Regions from separate parts of the Mus musculus genome. Here region 2 is linked to region 1. A link is a contact called in public HiChIP or PLAC-seq data. All regions are on one chromosome and are shown on one strand. The core of a region is the stretch at or near the end of the contact, and the rest is flanking DNA. Distances in the headings are between cores, read along the strand shown.

Evidence for each region. HiChIP or PLAC-seq counts read pairs in DNA pulled down with a chosen protein or histone mark.
Region 2: a contact with region 1 is called in an H3K27ac HiChIP or PLAC-seq map of microglia, with 8 times the contacts expected there. The contact joins the enhancer-like site here to the promoter of Cyb5r4 in region 1. A contact is called at or near these places in 4 of 39 promoter capture datasets (hippocampal neurons, liver, pre-B cells and 1 more) and 1 of 115 datasets of contacts at active chromatin or transcription factors (microglia).

Annotation. Positions count from the first base shown.
Region 1 is chr9:87,018,142-87,025,085 of GRCm38.p6, forward strand. Cyb5r4 (cytochrome b5 reductase 4) reads left to right here and starts at 3,888. Exons shown (of 16, transcript NM_024195.2): 1 at 3,888-4,112. The coding sequence starts at 4,038. It overlaps Ripply2 (ripply transcriptional repressor 2), which reads left to right. Exons shown (of 4, transcript NM_001037907.2): 4 at 1,512-2,300. The coding sequence ends at 1,668.
Region 2 is chr9:88,401,914-88,408,857 of GRCm38.p6, forward strand. Snx14 (sorting nexin 14) reads right to left here. Exons shown (of 29, transcript NM_001359958.2): 8 at 5,413-5,569; 9 at 3,327-3,402; 10 at 2,786-2,830; 11 at 2,598-2,678; 12 at 2,391-2,505; 13 at 1,352-1,507; 14 at 231-355; 15 at 7-65. Among named protein-coding and RNA genes, the nearest start is that of Snx14, 34 kb to the right of the region's middle. Within about 2 kb of position 2,453, at least 83 of the 459 cell types and tissues checked have an H3K27ac peak or open chromatin away from gene starts, as enhancers often do. A contact at or near this core is called in microglia, where this site is marked.

The DNA.
Region 1 (6,944 bases), core at 2,638-5,137:
CCTTCACTGAAAGCACTGGGGTGAGGTCTGTGAGTATGAAAGGCTGGGGAATCTCACGGCAGTGGGTGAGGTCATCCGGAGGAAGTACATACAGAAGTGGTGAGAGTTCTCAAGGAAGGCCCAGAGGAAGGGCAAGCTTCCACCTGGTAATGGAATACAGGAAGGCCTCGGAGGAGACTAAAGAATCATACCGGGGAACTCAGAGATGAAGAAGTGTCCACAGTGAGACATTCTGACCACTCGTTATGATACCAACGGAACATTGGGGGTGAGGGGATTGGCCATTCCAATTACACATTAGAAAATACCTTGGTAATTTGGTAAACAATTGCTTTCTCTACTGAACAATTTAGTTGTGGGTTTTTTTTAAGTTATTTTTTTATTCATTTCTATCTTGACTTGTAATGTGTGTCTTATGCTTTTTGTTCTGTGGTCACCTCTTTGCGGATAGGATGCATGGTTTATTCTGTTTGTTTGGTAGAGTATGTTGGCACAAGAGCTCACTGCCACATCTATTGTATACATAATTGATAGCTACTTGTTTAAGTATCCAGATTATATGCTTTTAATGTGTTTTACTAGAAGTATATGTAAACTCTGTTGCCTAATTTTCTGAACACACTTTTAAAATTGAGCACACTGAACACAATATAATCTTTCCTTGGTTAGAGTCAATTATATGTAGACAGAGTTCTTTGCCCTATACTAAACTGACTTCAGGATAGTTGTTAACTCAGCCTTACCTATTTTTTCTCTTTATATGATAAATAAAATAAGGTCACTAGGCCAGATGAACAATGGTCAAATTTTAAAATTCTGAGATAATGATGCTTACAAGCAAATTAATTGTATAAAACCTGTATCATTCTTTCTCAATGCATTGATATAGTGTTCCCAGATTGATTGGATGGGAGAGGAGATGAATTGGAAATAAAGGTTGGTGTTAGAGCAGCTTTCCCACCTAGCAAGTTGTGAAGGCATAGACCTTAAAGCTTTTATATATCTGATCAATATCTGATCAAGCATATGGGCTGTATCTGTAACTAAGGGCTTCGTTTCTGCTGGACAGTGAGACCTGAAACCTGTTCAGAGTGCAGACATTCTACCCTCTTTGTCTAGTTGGCTATCATCCACGTGTGTGATGGAAGGGTGGGATTTATTTGCCTTCTAGAGAAATTTAGAGAGTGTAAGTCTAACTTTCTGCATTTCATAAGAATAAGCATGTAAATAGACATGAAATAAGATAAGCATTGATTTTTCTGCTTATAGAGTGTGAGTCAGTTTTTAAATATCAATTTTATCTTGGCTAGAGATGGCGAAAAGTCAACCATTTATTTGTTCACTGGCAAGCAGACTCCATGGAAACTGTAACAGTAGCAGCTTTAAACTCTGTCTCCAAAATGTGTAAACTAATTATTAAGCAGAGAGAGCTTGTTGAAATCAATTGTTTGGTGACAATTAGGACCCCAAGTGTGAAAACATATGGATAGCATGTTGTCTGCTTCTTTCAGGCTATTCTGGCCCAAGTCCAAGTGTTACGACTACTTATATCAAGAAGCAGAAACTCTTCTGAAAAATTTCCCAATTCAAGCTACAATTTCGTTTTATGAAGATTCTGATAGTGAAGATGAAATAGAGGGGCTGGCCTGTGAAAATCAATCTAATTAGTTACTTCTGTTGACAATTTGAATTTTGTATATAAATGTACCATAAACTTTTAAAACTAATTTATTTGTATATACATTATTAATAAAACATTTTGTAATAATTACAGTATTTGGAATCCTCTTTGTCCCTACACTAGAATTAAATGTTGGGATTTTAAGATAGACATCATGTACAAATGTCCTGATTGTGTTATAAATATTTGTGATTCACAAAGAATACTTCTGGTTTTTTTTTTATTAAATCACAAATTTATCTTTAGTTATAATTTTTCAAGGAACTATTTGGTTTTTTTAAAAGACCGGCTCTTGTAATGTCTGGTGTTTTCTGCTGATCTCAATTGGATGTTTAGTTACAGATGATATAATCTTGGCAGTTAGTGAGGAAAACTGGGTGCTGCTACTATTCTCACGGATATTAGTATTTGTTTGCTTGCTCATAGGGAAATGCTTTAAGTAATTATAGTTGAGAAAGAAAAACAATCTTGGGTCACTTAAATCTTAAGGACTGTAATTAAGTATGGAGTAGTGTGACTCTCACTCTGATATTCTCCTGTTGTCTTTAATCTGGTGTTCAGTACTTTCTGTATATGTTGAAGGATTCCTATAATTAAAAAAAAAAGGTTTAAATTTGAATGATTTGTACAGAGTCTAAAAACGGTGAGAACATGAAGTTGCTCTCTTTTCTTTTGTCCTGGATAAAGCTAAGATTTGGAAGACATAAAATTCAACATTATCCACTTTCCTTTTGCTTTAGTTTCCCGCTCACAATATTCTCATATAAACATCTTCTTCTGGGGAGTAAAATAAATCCTCAGTGACTGATTTTTCTTACATAGGCATCACAGAAGAAAACTTATTCCATACTTTAATGAGATGGACGATGGACTTGCATGGTTAGGGTGACACAGTAGATTATGCTCATGAAGTCCTTTTAGTTTTTATATAATCACCTGCTCAGCAGTTCAGGTGCAAACAAACATATTTTATTAATCTATAATCTGAGCTACTTGTGAGGATGAGGCAGGAGAACTGCAAGTTCAATGCTTGTCTGACAATATACCAAAAATATTTTCCTGCAGTATTCCAGAATAAAAATGGGTAGAGGTGGAGATGAGAGGTAATTAGCTAGCTAAGAAATGTCCCGTGCTTGAATGACTAAGCATATCCACAGACTCTCTCATAATATTAAACCACATTATCACAACTTTGACTCCCAGGGACTCTGGAAACTACATAGCTGGAGTAAATGATGTGTCCAGAATCAGAAAAAATTAGAACCCCACAGAGAATGGGATGGGTTATTTAGAACTACTCTTTGGGAAAATGTTCTCTTTCTATTGGATTCCACCCTGTGGATCTGTGTATTTTCCTAGCAAAAAGAAAAAGCCAATGTATCACTAACATGGACCCACAGTGTTAGGAATTTCTCTTGTTAACAAATCAGGATAGTATAAGGTGGCCTGTCTTTTGTTACATGCCTATTAATATATACAGTATATGGTTTAGATATAGCCATTTATTTCTTACAGAAACCCAAGCCTATACAGACAAAATGTTCCTTTAATAAAAAGTAGCGTGCATAGGCCATTAAATACAAGGATGACACCAAAACCAAATCACTCTATTTAGGAGTGAGCTACTTGTAGATTTCAGGGAAAGTGAAGAGTTATGGGAGGAGGAAGAATGTGTGAGTGTATGGATAGAGAAGGTCTTCTGGAAACGTCGTCTGGAAACGTCTTTTACTCGTTTTCCAGACTGGTTCCCCAAACGTGACGTTTCTTAACCCACAGCAGAGGCTGCTTGAGTTCGGCTTCTTAGCTCATGAAACTGTGAAGTCCTCTTTCCTAGAGCTTAGTATTTTACAGGAGAGAACTATTCAGCAGTCTGAACGTTTTGATAGTGTTGTTTTCTTTCATATTTCAATTGTTGTTTATCAAGAGACAGGCACTGGTCTTCTTGTTCTACCAGAAATAACCCTCGGCCTCTATCAGCACCAGGGCTGGGGAACAGCTTCACTCTCTGATCTTTCAGCAGAAAGCTGTCATTTCCTTGTGGTGCTGAAGTTTAGGACCAAAGAGTAACTGAGCATGCGCTGCCCTGCCCCCAACCCCCGCACAGCCACCCCTTCCCAAGCCGGGCGACCGGGCTCACAGAGTGAGTGAGCCTTTCCTCTGACTCCGCCCCCGCCCCGCCTCTCGTGAGCGTGATTGCGTCACGACGCGCCTGACCCCTGGCGACCCCGGAAGTGGGTCGGGGGCTTGGCCTCGGCCGGGCCAAGGAGCCCGCACGGACGGTGGTGGGCGCTGGGGTCCCACCAGGGCAGCCTGTCCGGTGGCGGAGCCCGGATGCGGCCCGAGCCGGGGGCCCAGGATGCTGAACGTCCCTTCCCAGGCTTTCCCGGCCCCCGGCTCCCAGCAGCGCGTCTCCTCCCAGGGGCGCAGCAAGGTAAGTGGCGACGCCGTTCGTTCGACTACTAACTCAAACGCCCTAAGTGTGTTTGAGCTGCTGAAGTTGGCCGCGGTAAGTCCACTCGGCACCCCGCTTCCGGCATGGTTGCATTTCTGTCTCAAGCTGTCCTCTCCAGTCTTTTGTTCTTTACGGTCAAAGATCCAGGCTGAGCAGTGGCGGTGGCTAGGGATGATTGGAGTCTGCAAACCTGCCGTCAGATTTAGTGCCACCTCTTCAAGTCGCACTCCTCTGTGTATACGGTAGCCAGTGGTTCCAGCACTGCCTCATCTGTAGACACCCCTGGTTGATTTTGAATCTGGTACCATGCTCTTGTCTATTTGTTGAATATGGTTACTGTCAGCAGCAGGTGGAAATACAGATATATAGTTGCAAAATTCAGTACAAATTGTGTAGTGTATTCATTGCAAGGCGAATGCTCTTATGTTATTTTGCTAGTTCCTTATTCTGTAACCACATCTTGGTATTTTCTTTTGAGACTTCTGTCTTCTTGGGCTACTCGATTCCTTTCTCGAGTTTTATTTTATATGACTTTGAGACTTTCCATTCTTCTCCACTTAGATCTGAGGTTTTGCCCTTAGATCAGAAAAGGAATTGAGGTTTTCATTTATTTTTCAGAAATGTCTGTCCCCAGCTTTAATCATACATAGCACTAAGATGTTTTGTGGGCTCACTGATGGCCATGTGTATCTGGAGTCCTTTTCCTTTGCCCATTGAATCTTCACAGTTACCCTGAAGCTAGGGACGTTTACTATCTTCATTCTTGGTAAAAAGAAATAGGTTGATGAAAGTCTGCTATCAGTCACGTAAGCTTGTGATTATGACATTTCCTTCATTGCTGTGTGTGCGCCTCTGCTCACCAGCCATCAACTGGGTATCTTGCTCTCTCTTTAAGCTAAGTGCTTGGCTCCATAGTCTAAGGTTGCCCTTTGTAGAATGAGAACGTCAGTAACTGACTTTCTTCATTAAAATGGCTATGTTCTCAGCATTCATTTAAAGGAGAAAACTTCTAGGCAAAGACAGCAAGTTCCTTAGATGCGATAGCAGAAGTAAGTTTTGTTGTCCCCAAAGAGGGCAAAGTAAGATCTTTGTGTAATTTAATAGGACCCTCAGGTAGGATTAATTTCTTTGTTATGAAATGAGACAATCTCGAACCCTTGAGAGGCAGAGTTAGGACTGCATAAAACAATGAAACAGTCAGATAAAGTTTTCAAAAATGGAACTCAGCCAGATAGGCTGATTGTTAAATTGTTAAAAGTCTAGAACTTTGGAGTAGGAAAGAGATGTCTTTCCAAGACCCACTACTTCATCGCAGTCACATTCTGGCTCAGGTGTATGTACGCGTGACCAGTTGTTGTTGTTGTTGTCTTGTTCATAGGCCTGAGATGAGACTTTTCCATAGCACAGCATTGCTACGCACTCAGCAGATATTCCTTACCTTACGCCCTTTATTCAAATCTCACCAATTTGAATCTTACACAGAGACAGATTCCTTATGCAATAGCTGTTCAGTGTTTATTGAGAAACTGTAATGTCCTACATATGCTAAGGCATTTGATCATGGGGTTCCCAGTTGATGGTGCTGTCTCGGGATGTTATGAAACCTTGGCTTTATTGGAAACAGTATGTCACTTTGAGCAGGCTTTAAGGGTTTACAGCTTCACCTATTTTCAGTTTGTTCTGTGTGCAGTTGCTATATGATTAATCAGCTTCCTGCTCTGGGTACCTGATGCCACACCTGCCTCGCCATTATGGAATCCCCTTGTGGAACCATAAGCCAAAATAAACTCTTTGTTCTATAAGTTGACTTTGGTCATGGTGTTTTATCATAGCAGCAAAAGGAAACTTAGACAATATGGTGTGTTGAAGGGTGGTCTCTGATACTAAAACAGTATGGTGTGTTGAAGGGTGGTCTCTGATACTAAGACAGTGTGGTGTGTTGAAGAGTGGTCTCTGATACTAAGACAGTGTGGTGTGTTGAAGGGTGGTCTCTGATACTAAAACAGTATGGTGTGTTGAAGGGTGGTCTCTGATACTAAAACAGTATGGTGTGTTGAAGGGTGGTCTCTGATACTAAGACAGTGTAGTATGTTGAAGGGTGGTCTCTGATTTCAAGGGACTTAGTCTCACAGGCAGCACAGATAAGAAAACAGACAATTATATTCCGTACGTCAGTAGGGTATTAGCACCAAAAAAGAATTAGAGTTAGATTGGAGGAAAATACTATGAGCAAGTGCTTGACACCAGTGGGGAATCTGTGCCCATTAGGCCAGAGCATTTGATAGAAAGTTGTAGAAAGTCAAGGCTAAAACATGGAGCTAGTAATGCAAACTGTGACCAGAGGATCTGATTAACAGTTGAGGAATAAGGAGCCACTGTAGAAGAAAGATTTATGATTTGAGTTGCATTTCCAAAGAATTAATTGCCTTAGGGATTACTGAATGGAGAGAGAACCCAGTGATTTTCTCTGGGATAGGAATTGTTTTTCTCACTTTTTATTCTTTGGGAGGAGTCACCAGAAGAGTTTCACCAATGGTCAAAACAAGAAGGTTGAGTTAGATGATGGAGTGTACCCCAGAGGTCCTGACCTATTTATTTTGGGATAAATGAATGCCTAAATTAGATATGACTCCAGAAAGTGCGTACGCAAGCGTCCTCAAGCGTGAGTGTGTCTGCAGTACCATTCTCCTCATACTTTGGAATGAGCTTCTTGGACAAGAGTGTCCCTCTGCAATACAGGTGCTTGAAATTTCATCCTAACGAATGAATTAAAATGCTAGTGTACCCATGTTAATACACTTAGTACCACTG
Region 2 (6,944 bases), core at 1,203-3,702, 1.4 Mb after region 1:
GCTTACCTGTTGAATTTGGAATTGCGTGTGGGCGATTCTGCACCTCTTAAAAGTTGCCTAAAATACTTCAAAACAACAAGACAAATTAGGATTAACAAAACCAGTACTTGACATTGAAACACACTACTTTCTCTTACTTAATCTTGCTTTTTTAAAATTTATTTCGCTACTTAAATCTCAGACCCAACACTATCAGAGCCACTCTGAAGAAGTGGAGAAGCCTGACTCACCTCATCACTGTGGCAGAACATGGGGGTAAACACGTTCTCCAACAGGGAAAGGACGTGCTCATATGCTTCAAAAAGACACCTCATAGTTTGCAGCTTCACAACATCTATGTATGGGCCTTCAGCAACTATTTAAAACAACCCAATTGTACAAGTTATTGCTGAGTAACAGAAAGGTAACATATTCATTTAAATTTCACTATGTGAAATGAACATACAAACTATGTTTAATAGAAACTCCTACAGAAGAAATCTCACTAGAATGGGAAATGAGAAAGATTTACCTCCAGCTCTGAGAAACATTAGTTATGTGAGTTGTTTTATCTTATGGACTCTTTTGAGTGTCAGGGTCCCACTAAGCAGCCAGACTCAAGTGGAATTTCCTTGTAGGATAGGCTGTCCTTGAACCCATGATCTTCCTGCCTCCACCTCCAAGGGCTAAGATTACAGGCATCCACCTTCATGCCTGCCTCAGTTATATTTATAGTGAACACTTCTCTTTCTCAAAGCTTTAATCTTGTCAGTAAAATATGTAAAAAAAAAAAAAAAAGTCTTAACTAAGAAAGTTAATAAAAGGTCCTAAGTATTTTTTAAAGCATCTTAACTGCTGCTGGAATGACTAAAAAATACGTGAAGCGCTCAAGAGTGCGCTTGGTAACTGCTCTTGCAAAGGACCAGAGTTCAGTTACCAAAACCCATGTTGGCAGCTCACAACCGTCAGCACTAGAGGGCTCTAAAGCCTCTGCCCTTCAAGGGCACCTGGGCACATGTACACACTCGAACACACACACACACACACACACACACACACACACACACACACACACACGCACGCACGCACGCACTTGAAAATAATTATTCAAGCAATAAAAAGTGCCAGGAGTGGTGACTCATGCTTTTAATCCCAGCACTGGGGAAGCAGAGATGGACAAGTCTCTGAGTTTGAGATCAACCTGGTCTATAAAGTGAACTCCAAGCTACCCAGGGACACATAGTGAGAGGCTCCTCCCTCAAACAAACAACTGTATAAATTAATCTTTTTTTAAAGTAGAATAAGAGACACGAAGAAAACGCAGCAGACGGGAACAATGCCGACCACCCATGCACTATCCGCTCTGACTTACTTCTTTGAATCTCTTCGACAATGAAGGGATCAAAGCGAATTTTGTCAATGCTTTCATCCAAGCAGTAGGTCTTATAAATCTTCTGCAATTCTTCATGGAGAGATAGCATTTCATCATTTGATAACTCTGGACGCAAAATTCTATCATTAAATTCCTCTAACAAATTAGAGAGAGATTAAGAAAAAAAGTTAATATAAATGCTTTCATGAAAACTTCACGCTCTTATTCTAACTAGAAGCAGAAAATATAATCAAATTATTATTTTAAACTTTTAGAAAAGGACTTGAGAGTAGAATACTCAAATTAAAAACAAATTCAGCCAGGTAGGGGTGGCGCAAGCCTTTAATCCCAGCACTCGGGAGGCAGAGGCAGGCGGATTTCTGAGTTCGAGGCCAGCCTGGTCTACAGAGTGAGTTCCAGGACAGCCGGGACTACACAGAGAAACTCTGTCTTGAAAAAAAACAAAAAAACAAACAAAAAACAACAAAAACAACAGATACAAAAAAAAACAAACAAAAACCCAAATTCAACAAGATTTTTATGTTAATATAAAATATATAAACATGGCTAGCAATACAAATTTGCTACAACAGACTAGTAAGCATATTTGTAATATTTTCTATAAAGAACATATTAGATTAGTTTCTCATACCAAAGATCTGTCAAGATTGTAAAATCTGATTGCTCACTAAGTAATAATGACAATCCAGCTCGGAAAGTTTCTCACAGATCCAACGCGCCGTGATATTCCAGCTTGGCACTCCTAACAGAATGCTGGCCGAGCGGTGCTGATTTGGACTGTGAGATCTTTCACACAGCACCACCACACTGGATTTTTAGAGATTCTTTTCTGCTACTAGAATCTGACTGCAGGCAATGTTACGGTCATGCCCCACCTAGAAAGGACTAGACAGCTGGAGAAGCTCAGTCACCCGAGATATCTAGCATGAAATGTCGTCTGGACAGCAGATCTGCTCTAAACAGCCACAGCACTAGCAAGCATGGTGACGTCACTGGTGACACGCAGAGGAAGCCTCACCGACTGTCAGACAGAACTGCAGGACGTGCACGGCCCCTTCTTGTTTCAGGAAGTTCATAAAGCGGAACAAAAGGTCCTGCTGTTCTCTGATTTGTTTCAGCTCTAACTTCAGCACCTTGTCGCAACATGAGAGGAAGAGTAAGTGAAAGATACATGAATGTATTTTAAAACTGTTATCTCCAAAACATTAATGCTGAAAACACTCACGGATGGCTTTTTATTTCTAGGTTCTGCAAATTTCTGCAGGAATGGAACCAAAGGGGAAGCTGGTTCAGTTGCTTTTTCAGGCTTGGAAGAAACAGAATTATCAATTCAGTAAAATTCGCACTAGAGTTGGTACATACAGTTCAAACAAAGCAGTTCCAAGTGTCGCACGCAGTACGCTCAATACTCACAGGGCTGTCGTCTATGAAGATGATAAGCAAATGATTGACAGTATCCTAATGGGACGTAAGAAGCACAGGTCAGAATAACCCACTGTCATGTTCTGCCAAAAATTCTCAGAACTTTCACATTATCAAGTTTGCTAGAAAAATAAACAGCACAGTGACTGGCTAAATATCTGTATCTGTGTGTTACAGAGGGACTCCTAAAGAACTACAATCAAACCAGTCAGAACTGTTGAAAGTGTCCATCCAAGAACAAATAAATAAGCAAAATGTGACACACACATAGAATGGATTACTACTGAGACTTGGCAAGGAAAGGACTACTAAAACATTCCTCTGCCAAGGAATTACTGTTTATGGGTGTAGAATTTACAGGATTTTCGTTTTGTTAAGACCAACACTTTGGAAGGTGATGATGATGGTCACTCAAATAAGCACATGTTTCAAAACAATGTACTATACACACAAAATGGCTAAACAGTAATTCAAGAGTATTTTATAAAAAAGAAAGAAAGAAAGAAAAAGAAAAGAAAAAATGTAATCTTACTGGATCAGCTAGGAAATCCAAAGAAGGAAGAAGCACAGAACCAGACAGAATCTCTCTTATGAGTAATGTCAGGGACCTGGAGACAGAAGTAATAATAATTAATAATAATAATTAATAATAATAATTCTGTAATCAGTGACCCGCACAAGTTCCTCATTGTCAAGCACTTAACTAACTAAAGACCCCACGGAAATGAAACTATGGGGATGGACATGGTAGCGCACGCCTTTAACCCCAGCACTGGAGAGGCAGAAAAAATTGGATCTTAGTTCAAGGCCAGCCTGATCTACACAGCAAGTTCCAGGTCAGCTACAGGCTGTACTATGAAACCATGTAGGTAGGTAGGTAGGTAGGTAGGTAGGTAGGTAGGTAGGTAGATAAGTAGGTAGATAGGTAGATAGGTAGGTAGGTAGGTAGGTAGGTAGGTAGGTAGGTAGGTAGGTAGAAAAGAAAGAAAAAAGGAAAGGGGAAAGGGGAAGGGGGAAGGGGGAGAGGGGGAAGGAGGAAGGGGGAAAGGGGAAAGGGGAAAGGGGGAAGGGGGAGAGGGGGAAGGGGAAAGAGAAAAGGGGAAGGGGGAAGGGGAAGGGGAAAGGGGGAAGGGGGAAGGGGAAAGGGGGAAGGGGAAAAGGGGAAAGGGGAAGGGGGAAGGGGGAAGGGGGAAAGGGGGAGAGGGGGAAGGGGAAAGGGGAAAGGGGAAAGGGGGAGAGGGGGAAGGGGAAAGGAAAGATGGAGCTGGGAGTGTAGTTCAGTGGAAGAGCGCTTGTCTTATGTGGCTGTTTAGGCTCCTCCCCTACGTACACACTTATCTATCCAAAAAACTCAGATTAAAATTCAGTAGGACCAGGAAGGGCCGTACAATTCTGCATTTTCAGCAAGTGTCTAGATGCTTCTGCTGCAGCATCACACACTTGGACTTGCGCTCTTCATTTGCTAAAAGTGCCCACTGTTTAAAGGAAATGAGCGCTCTCTTACAGGAGGGAGCAGGAAGACATCAGAGCACTTTTCCTTCTCGAATCTTTGCTAGCTTTATAAGTTCACGTTTACAGGCTGGAGATGTAGCTGAGAGACTGAGTAGCATGTACAAGGTCCCGGGTTTGCTCCTTAACACACACACCAAAAAACTGTGTATGTATGGTATATCCAACAGCATGCGCCCTAAGACTAAGGACAATTTAACTGGCAACACAAATGAGACTAAAGATTTCTTTACGAAGGAGGATCAGTATGTTTCCCAGGACGGATTTTCACATTTGCACTCTGCTCAGGCACCTACATAGATGAGATCACAGCAGCATATCCAGCTAGACAGCTTGATCAAAACACTAAAATACCTCTACCAACATGCACTTCTATATCGTCTAATGATTAAATATTTGCAAGTACATCACTGAGCTGAGCATGGTGACACAGACCTACAACCCTAAATTGGGAGACAAAGCAGGTCGAGAACACTATGTAGCATGGCCCTGTCTCAATGAACGGAAAGGAAGAGAGGGAGAGCGGACAGAGGAGAGAGGAAAGAATGAGCCACAATTTTCCCCTCTAAATTGTTCTTTTACTGTAAATAACAATCTAAGAACTATCAGGATAAGGGTAATGAAGTAACTTATGGGCAAAATCCACATATACTTCTCTAGAAGAAGGGGGAATGGAGGGAAGGACCCCTAATTATTCTTTCCAGCTGGACAGCTTAAAAACCAAACTTGTCTGCAAAGTATGCTCAAAGTGTTTCTGTCTATAAGAATCATGGTATGCATGTCTTTAAAAAGGAACATCAAGAAAATAAAGCAGAAATATTTCAAATAAAATTAAGTGTCCTCATTTATTTAACTGTGACTTCTACAATCAGTTTTTAATAACAAATTCTAAGGCAAAATAACAAATACTCAGCACCTAAATTGGCATTTTAACATCTGACCAAATTATTCTCAAGTGAAAAACTATTCATACCATAAATTTATACCAAGTTTTAGTGAAGCCTTATTATAATAAAACAGCAATATACATGCTATATGTATATGCTATATAGATATATTCACTATATACATTACAAATACTACTATGATATTTTCTAGTGCGTTTATACCTGCAGTCTGTTGCTTTAGGAGGCAAAATATAAGGAAAAAGTAACTCAGTAAGCTTCCTTAAATACTGTAATTCATCTCTTCGACTTCTCAGGGCCACATGAAGCTCTGGACCATATTCTTCTAAAGCGGCTTGTTGTAAATACTCCGTGTTCTTTACTGTAAATAACAATAAAAACTATTGGATGAGTTATGAAATATTAAATTACTTCATTTGCATTAGCATACAGAACATGTATTCCTCATTCCTCTCCTGGCCCCTGCTTTCTGAATAGAAATGGAAAATTTTACAGAAATAAGACATAAAGGAAGACTTTCTCCTCTCCCATGAACTTACTTACAGCAGTGGTTTGAATAGGGATGACCCCATAGGCTCATAAATTGGAATGTTTGTTCATTAGGGAATGGTAATACTTGACAGAAATTAGGAGGTGTGGCCTTGTTAGAGTAGGTGCGCCTTGTGAGAAGTGTCACTGGGAGGGGCTTTAAGGTTTCAATACTTAAGCCAGGCCCAGTGTCTCTTTCTCTTCCTGCTCCCTGCCAGTCCGCATGTAGAACTCTCAGCTCCCTCTCCAGCACCGCTTCCTGCCACGGTGGGAATGGACCTCTGAAACTGTAAGCCAATCCCAATGAAATGTTTTCCTGTATGAGAGGCTGTGGTCCTAGTGTCTCTTCACAGCAATAGAACATTACTAGGATACTTTTTATTTTTTTGGAATAAATTCATTTTCTGAGTCTTTTTCCCTGAGCAAATAAGAATTCAAACTCATGACTTCTATATTATATACTAACAAATGACTTAAGTGGGGCAAGGGGAACTAAAGAAAATGTGCCCTAGTAGACACAAGAGTTATTGCTTCCTGTTTTTATATCAATACTATCCAGATATTATCCAGACAACCACTAAGAGTATGGAAGAAAGTGGCTTCTCCAGCTAGTGTCACGTTTTTAGCCAGATCACAGTATATAGAAAAGATTGAGTAACCAAAAGTAACCATTGAAAAGATGAAGGAGAGCCTTAGCTCTTCATTGCTTATAAACGAGTCTGTCATTAACCTCCAGAAGATAGTTAGGATGTCTGAGGGGGAGTCTAGTAAGATAGAAGAAGACAAATCTAGCTTTCTTGTTGTGTAATTATCACTGTAATATTGAAGTTATGTGGCTTTCTGAAACGTATTATTCAGAAAAAATAAGAGAGGCATTTGTTTTCATATGTTAAACTTTGTCATGCTAGGGTAAAATCTTAAGTTGGAAGAATATTTTATTGCAGACTTTTGATGAAGGGAAGAAATTAATTATGTTGCTGGAAGACTGTCTATAAATAATCAAAATATTTAAATAGAATATATTTGATGTGATATTAAAAAGCTACTGAATGTTGTGGAAGATAAGAAATGTCTAGTCAAGTAAAAAGTTGGCCTATTTAAAACAACAACAACAACAAAGAAACCAGTGTGAAACAGATGTGATTTTGACTGACACTAAGGAAAGGTCAAGCCTACTGACACTTTGTCCTATGTCCTCTGACAGTAAA